Regions from separate parts of the Danio rerio genome. Here region 2 is linked to region 1. Evidence: chromatin contacts called from public Micro-C data. All regions are on one chromosome and are shown on one strand. Each heading gives the region's core, a stretch centred on a gene start, on an enhancer-like site or on the middle of the called end of the contact. The rest is flanking DNA. Distances are from core to core; before and after follow the strand shown.

Region 1 (7,108 bases), core at 1,091-3,590:
GTAAACCGGAGCACCCGAAGGAAACCCACGCCAACAGCGGGAGAACATGCAAACTCCACACTGAAATGCCAGCTGACCCAGCAGAGGCTCAAACCAGCGAACTTCTTGCTGTGAGGCCCCTAATTGTATTATAATCGTCAATTTTCTAACAATGATTTTAATAGGGTATATGCCGAGCTAGTGCTGTTCCCATGCTGATCCACTTCCGGTGACCTGTTATTGTGAACTTTTTTCCATTTTATACGGTTCCTTATACAGCATCGATGTTGTAATGTCATTAAAATACATTCAGTTAAATAAACTTCAGCATTTATTTGGTTGCTCAAGCGTAAAACGAGACAAAAAGCTGTTCACTCGCACGCGCCCGTCAGAATCGGCAGGCTAACGCAGAAGCTCCATTGAATATACTGGAGTAAAATAAATGCTCATATATTAAAGATATGGCGGGGGAAATGTAATTTATTGCAGTGCTTCTTGTACAATCTGAGACCCACTTTAAATCGGATATCACTCAGCTAGTGGAGATCGCTGATTTTTAAAGAAAACAGACCTTAAACGCACCGGATTTTGCATTGGCATTCAATTCGCCGGAAGCGCTTAACCCAGGTTACTGGCAAATTAAAAGTCCTATTAGCATGCTTCGGCATACACCCCATTATTAATAACCCTTATTTTTATTTACCCTAATAGTCAACAAACAAGAAAATAAAATATTTAAAAATTAACAAAAATTTAGTTTTTACTCAAACACAACAATAATTATCTTACATCGAAAGCAACTGAGAATTTCCATAGTGCTCTCCCTCTCTCTCTCAGACGTTATATAGTTCTGTGAACTTTATAATCTTGATGACAGAAGAGGAACTAATTAAAAATAACACTAGAAAGGGACAGACAGCAGCACTTTCTTTTGATTCTGTGTGCATATAAAAGGGAAAGAGGAAAAAAAGAACTAATAAGAATGCGGGTATCTGAATACAAACTAAGGGTCAAATGCAGGGAAACAAATAGCAAAATGGGATATATATGGACACGAAAAAGTGTTGTGTGCAGAACTGTTGCAAACAGTTTATTTGTGTTGAATTTAAACAAACAAATTAAGTTTAATAATGTTCAACTTAATTTGTTTGTTTAAATTCAGCCCAAATACATTGTTTGCAACCACTTAACGTAAAAAAAAAGATTAAGTAAATCCAAGGAATCATCTTTGAATATTTTTTTTCAGTGCAGTTTATTTGTGTTGAATTTAAACAAACAAATTAAATTGAATAATGTTCAACTTAATTTGTTTGTTTAAATTCAACACAGTTAAATAGTTTACAACCACTAAACATAAAAAAATTGAGTAAATTCAAGGAATCAACTTTGAATAATTTTTTTTCAGACCGACGGCTTCTGGTGAACTATGTTTCCATTACAAAATCGGCATGTTTAAGATCTGTTTTCCTTAAAAATAAGTGATATTCACTGCCTAATAGATATTTGAAATATAGTGTGTCGCAGAGCGGACAAGAAGAACTGGATCCCTACTGAACAAAACAGCTTAAACCAGCCTAGACTGGTTGGCTGGTTTTAGCTGGTCGACCAGCCTGGTTTTAGAGGGGTTTTGGCCATTTCCAGCCTGGTCTTAGCTGGTCAGGCTGGGAGATGACCAGCTAAAACCAGCTTGACCAGCCTAGCCAGCCAAAACCAGCTATGTCCAGCTAAAACCAGGCAGGTCAAGCTGGTTTTAGCTGGATTTAGCTGGTCATTTTCCAGCCTGACTAGATAAGACCAGGCTGGAAATGGCTGGAAACCAGCCTGGAAATGGCCAAAACCCCTCTAAAACCAGGCTGGTCAACCAGCTAAAACCCGCCAACCAAGGCTGGTTTAAGCTGGATTTTTCAGCAGGGATTAAATTCCATTTCCCCCTGCCATCTCTTTTAAATATGAAAATGTATTTTACCTCAGCATTTTGAATGGAGTTTCTGTGCTAGCCTGCTGGTACTGACGCCGCTAGCGGTTACACGGTCTATCATCTGGTTTAATGCGTGAACTAAATTGATGCTTACTTATTTAATAATATTACATGCTGTAAAGGAACCAGATCAAATTTAGAACAGTCTCAGAAACCTTTCACCGGATGTATCGTTGGCTGAAAAACACTAGCTATGCATATATATGAAACTTATTGGAAATATTGGTTTAATAGACACGATATAGCAATTATGTTGGAAACCGCATCCATCCGTTTCACACTCCATCATAGTAGGTGGCGGTATGCACCTAAATAGATGGTTTACACCCACAAAAAAAAGAAGAAGAAAAGGAAGACTTTTATTTTGAAATTTTACCCCGCTCAGTCTTCTGGTCGGATGTTCAGAATCAGATGCGCTGAATGAGGTGTGTAAACAGTTTCAGAAACAGATATCAGCTTATATCTTTTATATATTATTTTTTTATAAGCATGATGAATATACGATTGAGGTAAAGTTGTTTACCATGCTATTTTGAATATTCGGTAAGCATGACTTCAAAACAACATTAGCATTTGTGTATTGACTGTGAACACTTGTAATATGATAGATTGAGGTAAAGTTTTATATTCGCACATTGATTCAGTGATAACTTGTGACACGCTTTACTATGGTACTTTGAGTATGTAAGCATGAGGTATGAGTATTTTCTGATTTATGTCAGCAAATTTTAAACCTGCCTTTCAGATTTATTTTCTCATATATATATATATATATATATATATATATATATATATATATATATATATATATATATATATATATATGTGTGTATATATATATATATATATATATATATATATATATATATATATATATATATATATATATATATATATAGCCTATATATATATAGCCTATATATATAGCCTATATATGTTTTCTTGAGGTGGATTGTTGATTGGATGAATGTCAGCCCAATTGGGAAGCTTTAAAGCTTTTCTTTGGACAGAGGAAAATTAATACCGGTTTAAAACGATTTAAGACAGTAAATTTAGTGAACTTAAGAACTTTTAAGGCCTAAAATAGTTTTTGAAATTTAAGACGTTGTTCTTGAAATCAATAAAAAAAATACATACTATTAAAGTTGGTTTTATATTCGCATTCGGACGTGTAATGTAGGCTAATTTAAAAAAAATTGACCAATTCTAAATAGAGGAACCGTAAAAGTACCGACCAAGTACCAGTACCGACCCAGCTCTTACTAAATTTCTACAGAAGCACGATAGAGAGTACAATTAATAATATTCATTGGCTCCTAATACGATTCCACTGTTTAGAAAGGGTCAAATTGTCTGAAATAAGCCTACATTATATGTCCGAATGCGAATATAAAACCAACTTTAATAGTATGTATTTTTTATTTACTTAAAGAACAATGTGTTAAATTTCAAAAACAAAATTTTAGGCCCTAAAAAGTCTTTAGTTTACTGAAATTATTGTCTTTATATATAAATATATATATATATATATATATATATATATATATATATATATATATATATATATATATATATATATATATATATATATATGGCCAACAGCCAGAAAAATAGTACTAATTAATTTTCACCATGATTTTTAGGAGTACAATCTCATAGCAACCAAGCAAAATGAAGACTCCAGTCGGTGTTCTCAGGCTGCCAAGAGGACCGGAGCCAAACAGTCGAGGGTTTGACCCAAATTCTCCTCGTTTCCAGGCTCTCTGCCCCACATCTCTGACCTCCTCATCTTCATCCTCCTCTGTGGACGTTGAAGAGCAGCGGCTGCGGGCGGAGCAGCGCGAGCATTTTCTGCGGACTCTCCTCCTCATGACGGACAAACGCGTCGACTTTCAGCTGCTGGAGAAGCTGCGCATGCGCGGTCGGTTCGGCGCCTCAGACATCGATGTGCTGAATTTTCAGGTGTCCGATCTGGAGACTCCGCTCGGCGTGCAGAAAGAGGCTCTTCTCAGGTGTCACGATATTATTTCCTGCTCGTTTGAACTGTAAAGATTCCCATCTCACCGCTAGATGACGCTGGAGGACTCTGCTTGTTCCCGGACTGAAGGTTTAACGGGTTCATGGAACTTTCTCGCCGGTTTCACTGGGGTTTTTGGTCACGCTGTGGTTTGTAATAAAACGTTTGCAATGTACTCTGATTTGTTTATTTAATTTACTTTAATTAAAGTGTCAAGTCTATAATTTAGACACTAATCCAAGCAATGAATCGATATGTTAGGCTATATGCTTGCGCCACAAATGCAAACAAATGTCAACATTCAAACAACAGCATATAAGGTTACTTCTAATTAACTTTACTAAAAACAACTGAAGCTTTTCAACCTTATAAAACCTTTAATCAGGTCTAGAATTAGTCCTATATTTTTATAAACATGAAATCAACAAAATAAAATCACTATAAATATACACTTTTTAATTTTACTGAAATATACTAAATTATACTAAAGTTATATTAAAATACTTTTTGATTTTGCTCCATTTTTGTAATAAAATGTTTGCAATTGTATTCTGATTTAATTAAAGTGTCAAGTCTCTTACATAATCATAGACACAAGCAGAGAATCGATATATTAGGCTGTATATGTTTGTGCCATTTTTCTACAAAACAGAAACATAGGCCTACACTTGTCAGTTTTACGCAACACACAAATGCAACTGGACACGAATAAACAGGAAAAAATGCAAACAAATGTCAGTATTCAAATGGCAGCATATAAGTTTACTTCTAATTAACTTTCACTCGCTTAAACAAACACAGCTGAAGCTTTTCAACCATAAAAAACCTTTAATCAGGTCTAGAATTTGTCCTAGATTTTTATAAACATGAAATCAACAAAATAAAATCCCTATAAATATACACTTTTTAATTATACTAAGATATACTAAATTATATTAAAATACTTTTTGATTTTGCTCCATTTTTGTAATAAAATGTTTGCAATTGTATTCTGATTTGTTTATTTAATTAACTTTAAAGTGTCAGATCTATAATTTTACTATTCCAAGCAGACAATCAATATATTAGGCTATTTGCATGTTTGTGCTATTTTTTAACAAATACAGCTGAAGCCTTTAACCATAAAAAAAGCCTTTAATCAGGTCCAGAATTAGTCCTATATTTTTATAAATATGAAATTAACCAAATAAAATAACAATATATATATAAACACTTTTTAATTGAATATATTTTGATTTTAATACTTTTTGATTTTGCTTCATTTTTGTAATAAAACGTTTGCAATTGTATCCTGATTTATTTAATTAACTTTAATTAAAGTGTCAGGTCTTAACTGTCATAATCTTAGACACTAATCCAAGCAGAGAATCAATATATTAGGCTATTTGCATTTATGTTTGCGCTATTTTACAACAAAACAGAAACATAGGCCTACCCTTGTCAGTTTTACGCAACACACACACAAATGCAACTGGACACGAATAAACAGGAAAATGCAAACAAATGTCAACATTTAAACAACAGCGTATAAGTTTACTTCTAATTAACTTTCACTGTCTTTAGCAAAAACAACGGAAGCTTTTCAACCATATAAAACCTTTAATCAGGTCTAGAATTAGTCCTATATTTTTATAAACATGAAATCAACAAAATAAAATCACTATATACACTTTTTAATTGAATATATTTTGATTTTAATACTTTTTGATTTTGCTTCATTTTTGTAATAAAACGTTTGCAATTGTATCCTGATTTGTTTATTTAATTAGCTTTAATTTAAGTGTCAGGTCTTACATAATCTTAGACTTTAATCAAGCAGAGAATCAATATATTAGGCTGTATATGTTTATGCAATTTTACTACAAAACAGAAACATAGGCCTACCCTTGTCAGTTTTACGCAACACACAAATGCAATCGGACAAGAATAAACCGGAAAAAATGCAAACAAATGTCAGTATTCAAATGGCAGCATATAAGTTTACTTCTAATTAACTTTCACTCGCTTAAACAAACACAGCTGAAGCTTTTCAACCATATAAAACCTTTAATCAGGTCTAGAATTAGTCCTATATTTTTATAAACATGAAATAAATCAAATAAAGTCACTCTATACACTTTTTAATTGAATATATTTAGATTTTAATACTTTTTGATTTTGCTTCTTTTTTGTAATAAAACGTTTGCAATTGTATTCTCACTTGTTTGTTTAATTAGCTTTAATTAAAGTGTCAAGGCTATAATTTTAGACACTAATCCAAGCAGAGAATCAATATATTAGGTTATTTGCATAAGTTTGCGCTATTTTAAAACAAATACAACTGAAGCCTTTCAACCATATAAAACCTTTAATCCAGGTCTAGAATTAGTCCTGTTTTTATGAACATAAAATTAACCAAATAAAATCACTATATATGTGCTTTTTAATGAAATATATTTAGATTTTAATACTTTTTGATTTAAAATGGTCCATATTGAAAACCTTTTAAGGTCAAAAAGGCTATTTAATCAGTTTTTCTTAAACATGCAATGATAAATCTCCCCAAACTTATTTGAAAGGTCATCTAAATGTCATTTCAGAGCCACATGAGAATGACGTTATGATTACGTGGGTTTATAATGAAACCACAAACACGCGCTCAAGCTCAAACCCAACAACATACACAAAGGAGAAATAAAAGTTCCCGTCACATTCATTTTTTTTAAAGTGACCTACAAACTAGAAGTGCTCATATTCACTTTGTTTTATCACAGTTTATTCACTGTTTAGTAACGAAGTAGGACAAAAACTGATTTCTTGATAAGTGTAATCGATAGCATCCATCCCAAAATAATTCAGACATTAACATGCACACGATTATCAATATTTTTGCATTACAAGTAGTTGTTTACATATGTATAAACATGCAGAACATCAGTCTGGAAGGCAGGTTTGGGATTGGTTTCATTTTGCTGACATAAGTTTTGGCCGAGGGTGTTTTTTATCACTTCGTAAATCAGACAATACTGCCAACAGCCAGAGAAATAGTAATAATTTTGACCATGTTTTCAGGAGTAAAACTTTATAGCCTATAAATCAGCCAAATAATGTTTGAACACACCGCTTTAAATAAAAACCTTCAGAATAAAGATAGG
Region 2 (7,514 bases), core at 165-2,664, 200 kb after region 1:
ACATTCAGGCAGTAATAATATCCTTACTACACAAAGTCTTTCTTGAATAAAAAGTAGAATCACTTTAAAAGAAATAATCGTAAAAATAGAAAAATCTCTTTAGACCTTTTAGACAGTTTTAACTCTAAAACTGAGAAATAACAATAGAAACAGTTGCTTCCAGTCTTCAGACCTTCACTCAAGATCTCCGTGACCTCTGACCTAGTTTGGTGGCACCTGAAAATAGTAGAGACAGGCTAGTGCACTGAACACTCTTACATATGAAGCAGTGTGTTTACTTATTCATTAGATAAATCATTTCAATACTCATTTAAATAATCATATTTAATAAAAATAATGAGAAACAGGATGATGAGGAAAGGATGCTGAGACGGATTGGAAGGTTTATAACTGAATCCTTCAGTGCGCAATGTTGTTTTTGTGTTATGTTGTTTACTTAAGCTCAGGCTCAAGTTCATTTTGTTTTTATTAAATCAAATTACCTCTCTGTATCGTGTTTTTTCTATCCATTTTACCACTCAGTTAAAACAATTGGGTTAAAAATACCCCAACAAATAACCCAACTAGCACCTTCCTAACTTTGGGTTATTTTTAATCCAATGCATTGGGTTTTTTTAACTAAATGTTATTTTTTATTAACATTTATTTTTTATTTTTTTCCATTCTGGTATTACTATTGCTACTATAGTACTACTCTTATTTTATATTATGGCTGTGTAAATAAATAACCTGCAGTTTTCACATATGATGAAAAAGCTTTATTTTCACTACATTTTAAGTTCCAGACACTTAAGCGTTTTTATCCATTTAATATAGATCGGCGATGAAGTGCACGTTTGTATCATCATTAAAATCAAAATAAATCATCAAATTAAATTAAATTAAATTAAAAGGGCACATATTTATGTCTATCTGACATGTTTTTGGCTCAAACTATAACAGGAGCAAAGAATTTAATTGGTTTGAAACCGAATGTCTAATGAATGTCAAACATCAAACTAACTTTACCACGGTCTGGATAAGTCGGCGGTTCATTCCACTGTGGCGACCCCAGATTAATAAAGGGACTAAGCCGAAAAGAAAATGAAATGAGATATGCAGGCTTAAAATTGCTTGTTTAAATCGAGTTACTCTGCATTGATAGTAGTTTTACAATATGTATTTTCATTATATTATTTTATACAAGTATTTGGGAAAATTCGACGATTTTGCTTCATTTACACGGTTGTAGAACTTGAAACACTTAGATATATAAAAAATAAACATTTCTTCATATAGCTATAATTTGTGTTCCTAAGATGCTTTTATTTCTACACTGAAAATGTTCTCTATGATACGAATACAACCTCTTTTAAAGAGGCTTCTCCTCTGTTTATCCAAATATAGACTTTTATTCTGAAATAGGCGTTACTCCACTTCCGCCTATAGTGAATCGCTGCAACATCCGCTCTTTCGCTGTTTCCTCAACGGCGAACACAATTAAACAGCATTTATAATGTACTTAATAATAGCAAATAAACAAGTTTACCATAAAATATGAACGTTTTGCCTTAAAACGATAATCATGGCGAGGATTGGAGACATCATTCATCTGAACGTCGGGGGGAAAAGGTTTGTATTAAGCCTCCATCCTGCTGAGGCAAACACAGACTTCACTAACTTACCTCAGTCAAGAACTCTTAGCATTATAGTAAACCCTGGACACTTTATCTTAGGCTTACTATGCAGCAGCAGCGTCGTTTTATTGAGTGTATTGTATTGATCAGACTTTGTAAAAGTCAGCAGACAGTGATAAACATCTGCATACCTTCACATTCTACAGGAGGCCTGTCTTCATTGAGGTAAAGTTGGGTTTTTGTGATTCGCACATTCGGACTTTCTGCTTGATATCATCTTATTAAAGTATTATTTGCTAATTCTAGATAGGGAAATCATAATAGTAGCCAACAACTACGTTACAACTTTGTTTACAGTCAATTAAATAGTGCTAATCTTGCTATAATGTCATACTTGGATGCGATTTCAGACCCAAAATTCAGATTATCCTGGAAAGCATGTTAAGACCGTGTCGCAAGTTGTCAACAATTGTGCGAAGTTATGCTAAAGTTAGTTTTATATCCACCTAATTTTTCTCTTAATAATAAGATTTCACTAAAATACTCTTTTCAAATTATAAATGTTGAACTCATATTAGCAGCAAAGGACTGTTAAAGTACAACAATGTTCACAGTCAATTAAACAGTTGTTTTTAAGTCATACTTGCATGTGATTTCAGAATGAATATGTAAAAGTACCATAGTAAATAATGTAGGGAGCATGTCACAAGTTGTCACTGAATGAATGTGTGAATAAAAACAACTTTACCTCAATATGTGTGAATACCTACTTTGCATAAACCCTGATCATTGCATAACACCTGTGTTGATATACCATGTTCTGTTATTGAACTCTTAACCAAGAAAATAGATATACTACCTGTTTTTTAATGTTGCTTTTATGTATTTTGTGCAGGTTCAGTACCTCCAGACAGACTCTGACATGGGTTCCTGACTCCTTTTTCTCAAGGTTTGTGCATTTCACGTCATATAAAGCTAAACTAGACTTAATTTAGTTTTTTGATAATATTTAAATAAGGTTTTTATCACTGACTTTTTCAGTTATTTGCTTTTTAAATATCTATCTGTTTGTCTGTCTGTCTTATATAGTGAGATCCAAAGTTATGCTATTGTCTTTTGTAATGTTTAAGAAAATGTATTGTCAAAATGTTGGTGAATTAACCTTTTTTCTTTTATAAAAAAAAATGTATGTAAAAACTTGTGTTTATGTAAAAATTAAATCACTATTCTTGAAATTGAAGATCTATGAAAAGTGTATGAAAAGATTTGTTTTGCATTTTAAATGCTTAAAAATGTGTTGCTGACAAATGGGTCAAAACTAGTAGCAAAATGATAATTAATATTAATATTTAATATTTTAATTATTAATAATTTAAAATAAACAATTAATATTTTGTGCTTATTGCACAATATGTTTCTTTTACACACACACACACACACACACACACACACACACACACACACACACACACACACACACACACACACACACAGTTAAAGTCAGAATTATTAACCCCCCTTTTAATTTTTTTGAATTATCATTTCACAATTATGTTTCACAGATTCAGGAAATTTTCACAGTATGTCTGATAATAATTTTTCTCCTGGAGAAAGTCTTTTTTTGTTTTATTTTGGCTAGAATAAAAGCAGTTTTGAATTTTTTAATAAACAATTTTATCAATATTATTAGCCCCTTTAAGCTATATTTTTCTCGATAATCTACAGAACAAACTATCGCTATACAATAACTTGCCTAATTACCCTAACCTGCCTAGTTAACCTAATAACCCTTGTTAAGCCTTTAAATGTCACTTTAAGCTGTATAGAAGTGTCTTGAAGAATATCTAGTCTAATATTATTTACTGTCATCATGACAAAGATAAAATAAATCAGTTATTAGAGATGAAGCTATCAAAACTATTATGATTAGAAATGTGCTGAAGAAATCTGCTCTCTGATAAACAGAAAATATGGGAAAAAATAAACAGAGTGGCTAATAAGTTAAGGGCTCTAATAATTTAGACTTCAACTGTGTGTGTGTGCGTGCGTGTGTGCGTCTAAACACATACATACTGTATATACAAATAATTCTTGCTGTAATTACGCCTGGCCAGAGTTTTGACTATATGGAATTTTGAAACGCTCAATGCTGACTGGTATAAGAGTTTTTTTCTTCTTTGTGTAGTTTATTAAGTGGAAGAATATCAACGCTAAAAGATGAGACTGGAGCGGTAAGTCATCTTCATGTCTGTAAGCTAATGATAACACATTTTTCCTCTATATAAATGCTTCTCCATGAGGCATCTCTAAAGGTTTTTGTCTTTCTAGATATTCATAGATCGAGATCCATCTCTGTTTGCTCCAATTTTGAACTTTTTGCGCACTAAAGAGCTTCATCCAAGGTAAACACTAGAATCTTGATTAAATTATGTGCAGCCTGTTAACTGTGATTATTCAACATTGAATGTATTCCTTTATTTTTCTGACAGGTCCATAGATGTCCACTTGTTAATACATGAGGCGGAGTTCTATGGGATCACACCACTGGGTAAGATAAAGGTTATTGGGTTATTCTGGTGGTTTTAAAACACGTTATATTTACACTACAGTGCATCATCCATTTCATTGCCTGATCAGGTCTGTCACAGTTATTACATTTGTTCAACGGTTATTTGTTTAGGAAGAAAGTCCACAGCAAATTTTAAAGTGAAAGTAAAAGGCCTGCGTTTGAGACAGTGTCTGTGTTTATGTGTTTCCCGCAACATTATAAGACACAATTAAAAGGTTATTTATTAATAAAAATGTACATTTAGTCTTATAGCAGACACTTTTGTCCAAAATGACTTACTTTGAAACAAAAGTCCGAATATATCCAGTAATACTTATAAATAAAAATAATATATTTTTTGTTGTAATAGAAAATAAAATAATAAAAAGACCAATAATAATCACGACAGGCCTACCTCTATATAGATGTTGTCTTTCTGTTTCTAGAGAGGAAGCTGCTGTGCATACTGTTTAATTATAAATGTACATAAATACAATAACATAAATAAAATAAAAGATCTACAAAACAATCTGTATAATAAATTTAATTGGTTTAATATATAATATAATTTCATTTAAAATATTGTTATTTTATATATTGTATACTGTAAAATAGTATACACAAGAAGCACACACACACATTAATTGACAAATTTTATTGTCTATTATATTTTGTTTCTTATGTTTATTAATATATATTATTATTTATATATGTTTATTTATATTGATTATTATAAAACAGCATCATGTTGTTTATTTTCATTTATTATTATATTATTTACTATACAAAAACCAATTTTTATTTTTGGGTGAGAATTAATCATTAGTGAAATAAAAATGGAAAATCATGTTAAAGCAGCTTTACAAAAAGTGCTCGAAGTCTGTGTAATAACACATTATTAATGAAGTGCTCTGATCATTGCAGTAATTAAAAAACAATTTGTTTATTGTGTATTGCTTACGACTTTGTGCTGTCTAAACGATTAGTTTTTTTATCACAGTGCGAAAGCTGCAGTTGTGTGATGAGTTGGATCGTTCCTCCTGTGGCAACGTGTTGTTCAATGGATATCTGCCTCCCCCAGGTACAGGAAACACACATCCTTGCACAGTTTAGTAACACCACAGCATCTATCAGAAGACTGTATTGTTATAGTGTATGTATGTGTGTGGTAGTGTACCCAGTGAAGCGCAGGAACAGGCACAGCGTTGCAGGCCCTCAGTTTATGGGCGGCCGCTCGGGGCCGGTGGAAAGAGCTCCAGTGAGGAGGAGCAACACAATGCCACCTAACCTTGGCAATGCTGGCATTCTGGGCAGAGCTGCTGTGGAGGAGAGAGTGCCAGGTCTGATTCTATTCTATTCTATTCTATTCTATTCTATTCTGTTCTATTCTGTTCTGTTCTATTCTGTTCTATTCTGTTCTGTTCTGTTCTGTTCTGTTCTATTCTATTCTCAGGGATTGAAAGTACTTGATAGTCAGACATATGGATTCAAGTTCTGGAAAGTACTTAAAAGCAACCATAAGCCCCTAAAAGTGCTTGAATTCAGTTTGAAATGAAATTGATGATGTTTTTTTCAGCAGTTGTACTGTGCAGCTGTCAAAAACAGAATCAAAACATTATAAATTAGTTTAAAAAAATTGTACATTTAAATCTTGCACCAGAACAATATGACAAATAATGCACATTTGCTCAATATTTCAGAAATCACATTCCAATATTACCAGTATTGATAGTAATTGTGAAACAAACATCACTAGTTTTGATGCACGTTCACTTATTTATATAACAACATACTTTACATGCCAATTTGCACATAACAGCTGCACATATAACATAACATATACAGACACTTGTCAATTTGTTTATTTGCATTCACTATTTTTTCATTTATTATCTGTTTTTTGTCCTGTCTCTGTCGTTCTGTTGCACTGTAGAAGCTTCTATCACGATAACAATTTCCTCGTAATTCCTGGCAATAAAGCTCTTTGATCTGGTCTGATTTTCTATTGAATTCAATAAATTTTGTGAAAGTTCTTTGAACATGTTTAAAATAGGGTAGTGCGATTAATCAAAATCGAATTGCAATGGCAATCTGAAGCGTTGCAATTAGTTAATCGCTATAGGCTGCAATATAAAATATAGAATAACATCTGAGGTGAAGTGCTTCAAAACCAGTCCACTATGCTTCAGACAGTTAAACATGCTGGACTTTCTGTGATTGTGTCGTGAGGCTTCGCAGACATGATATCAGTTGTCGTAAACTACGCCACATTTACACGAGAAGAGACAATTGAATCTTGTCACGACGTACATTTGTCATTTACGACACCCTACATCAAGGAAATCATGCTGAAATCGTGTGATCTGACTCAGGCTTTATAAATATGCCAATTGAGTGAGCACACTTTCGTTCTGTCCAATCAGAATTGTGCAACTGAACTACGCTCACAATAAAAAAAAAACTGGAGCTGACAAGTGGAATGATGCTGTCGGCTGCTTTAGAAGCATTAATAGATGAATTAATATCAAAGAAAAGGGAATATTTGGGTTTCAGAGTCACAGACACCAAACATAAACAGGTCACTTTTAATAGTTGTTGCAGAATTTTTGCCACGGCTTACAGATTATTGAGCTGAAGCTTGAATTAAATTAAAATCTGCTTGAAGTTTGATTTTAATCATGAATCAAATTGCAATATCTGTCAAAAAAAAAAAAAAACGCAATTAGATATTTTCCCCAAATCGCACAGCCTTAGGTTAAAACAGTCCGTTTTTACATTTACATTGAGTCATTTAGCAGACGCTTTTATCCAAATGAGGACAAGGAAGCAATCAACACAACTATAAGAGCAACAATGAAGAAGTGCTGTAGGCAAGAAAATTACTCTTGATTATTTTGATTATTTTTGAAAATTACTCTTAAATTATAATGTAAATATTAAGTGTAAGTGAAATGTTGAGGATTTTCCTGGCTCTACATATGCTGGGGTATGAATTTCAGAGGTGCTTGATTTCAAATTAATGGTGCTTTAAAAAGTGTGGGATCCCTCTTGGATGCCGCCTTATTTATTCCTATTTTCTACAGTATTTTTTTAATATATATAATACAGGGTATCTGCAGGGTCTTAAAAAGACTTAAAATGTCTAAAATCTCAAAAGCTAAATTTTAGGTCTTAAAAAGTCTGAAATCTACTAAAATGTTGTTTTGTAGGTCTTAAATCTTTTTTTTTTTTTTTTTAACAGGTCTTAATTTTTCTTTCTTTGTTTACCTACTCAATCTGGCCATTAACTCCCGTACAATCTCAATAAATATTTCAACCTTTTAATTGCTTTCCTTACAGTGGCATTTGCT

The links. A called contact is a pair of places that touch in the nucleus more often than the background predicts.
Region 2: a Micro-C map of caudal fin shows a contact between it and region 1, with 11 times the contacts expected there. The contact joins the promoter of shkbp1 here to the promoter of gemin7 in region 1. A contact is called at or near these places in 3 of 18 Hi-C or Micro-C datasets (caudal fin, hematopoietic stem cells and an unstated tissue).

Annotation. Positions count from the first base shown.
Region 1 is chr18:51,858,970-51,866,077 of GRCz12tu, forward strand. It overlaps gemin7 (gem (nuclear organelle) associated protein 7), which reads left to right and starts at 2,341. Exons shown (of 2, transcript NM_001200037.1): 1 at 2,341-2,382; 2 at 3,601-4,149. The coding sequence starts at 3,629. The coding sequence ends at 4,006. tirap (toll-interleukin 1 receptor (TIR) domain containing adaptor protein) reads right to left here and starts at 2,241. Exons shown (of 5, transcript XM_073929753.1): 1 at 1,946-2,241.
Region 2 is chr18:52,060,548-52,068,061 of GRCz12tu, forward strand. shkbp1 (SH3KBP1 binding protein 1) reads left to right here and starts at 1,415. Exons shown (of 20, transcript XM_001920900.9): 1 at 1,415-1,611; 2 at 2,512-2,565; 3 at 3,802-3,847; 4 at 3,945-4,018; 5 at 4,106-4,164; 6 at 5,165-5,245; 7 at 5,337-5,504. The coding sequence starts at 1,565.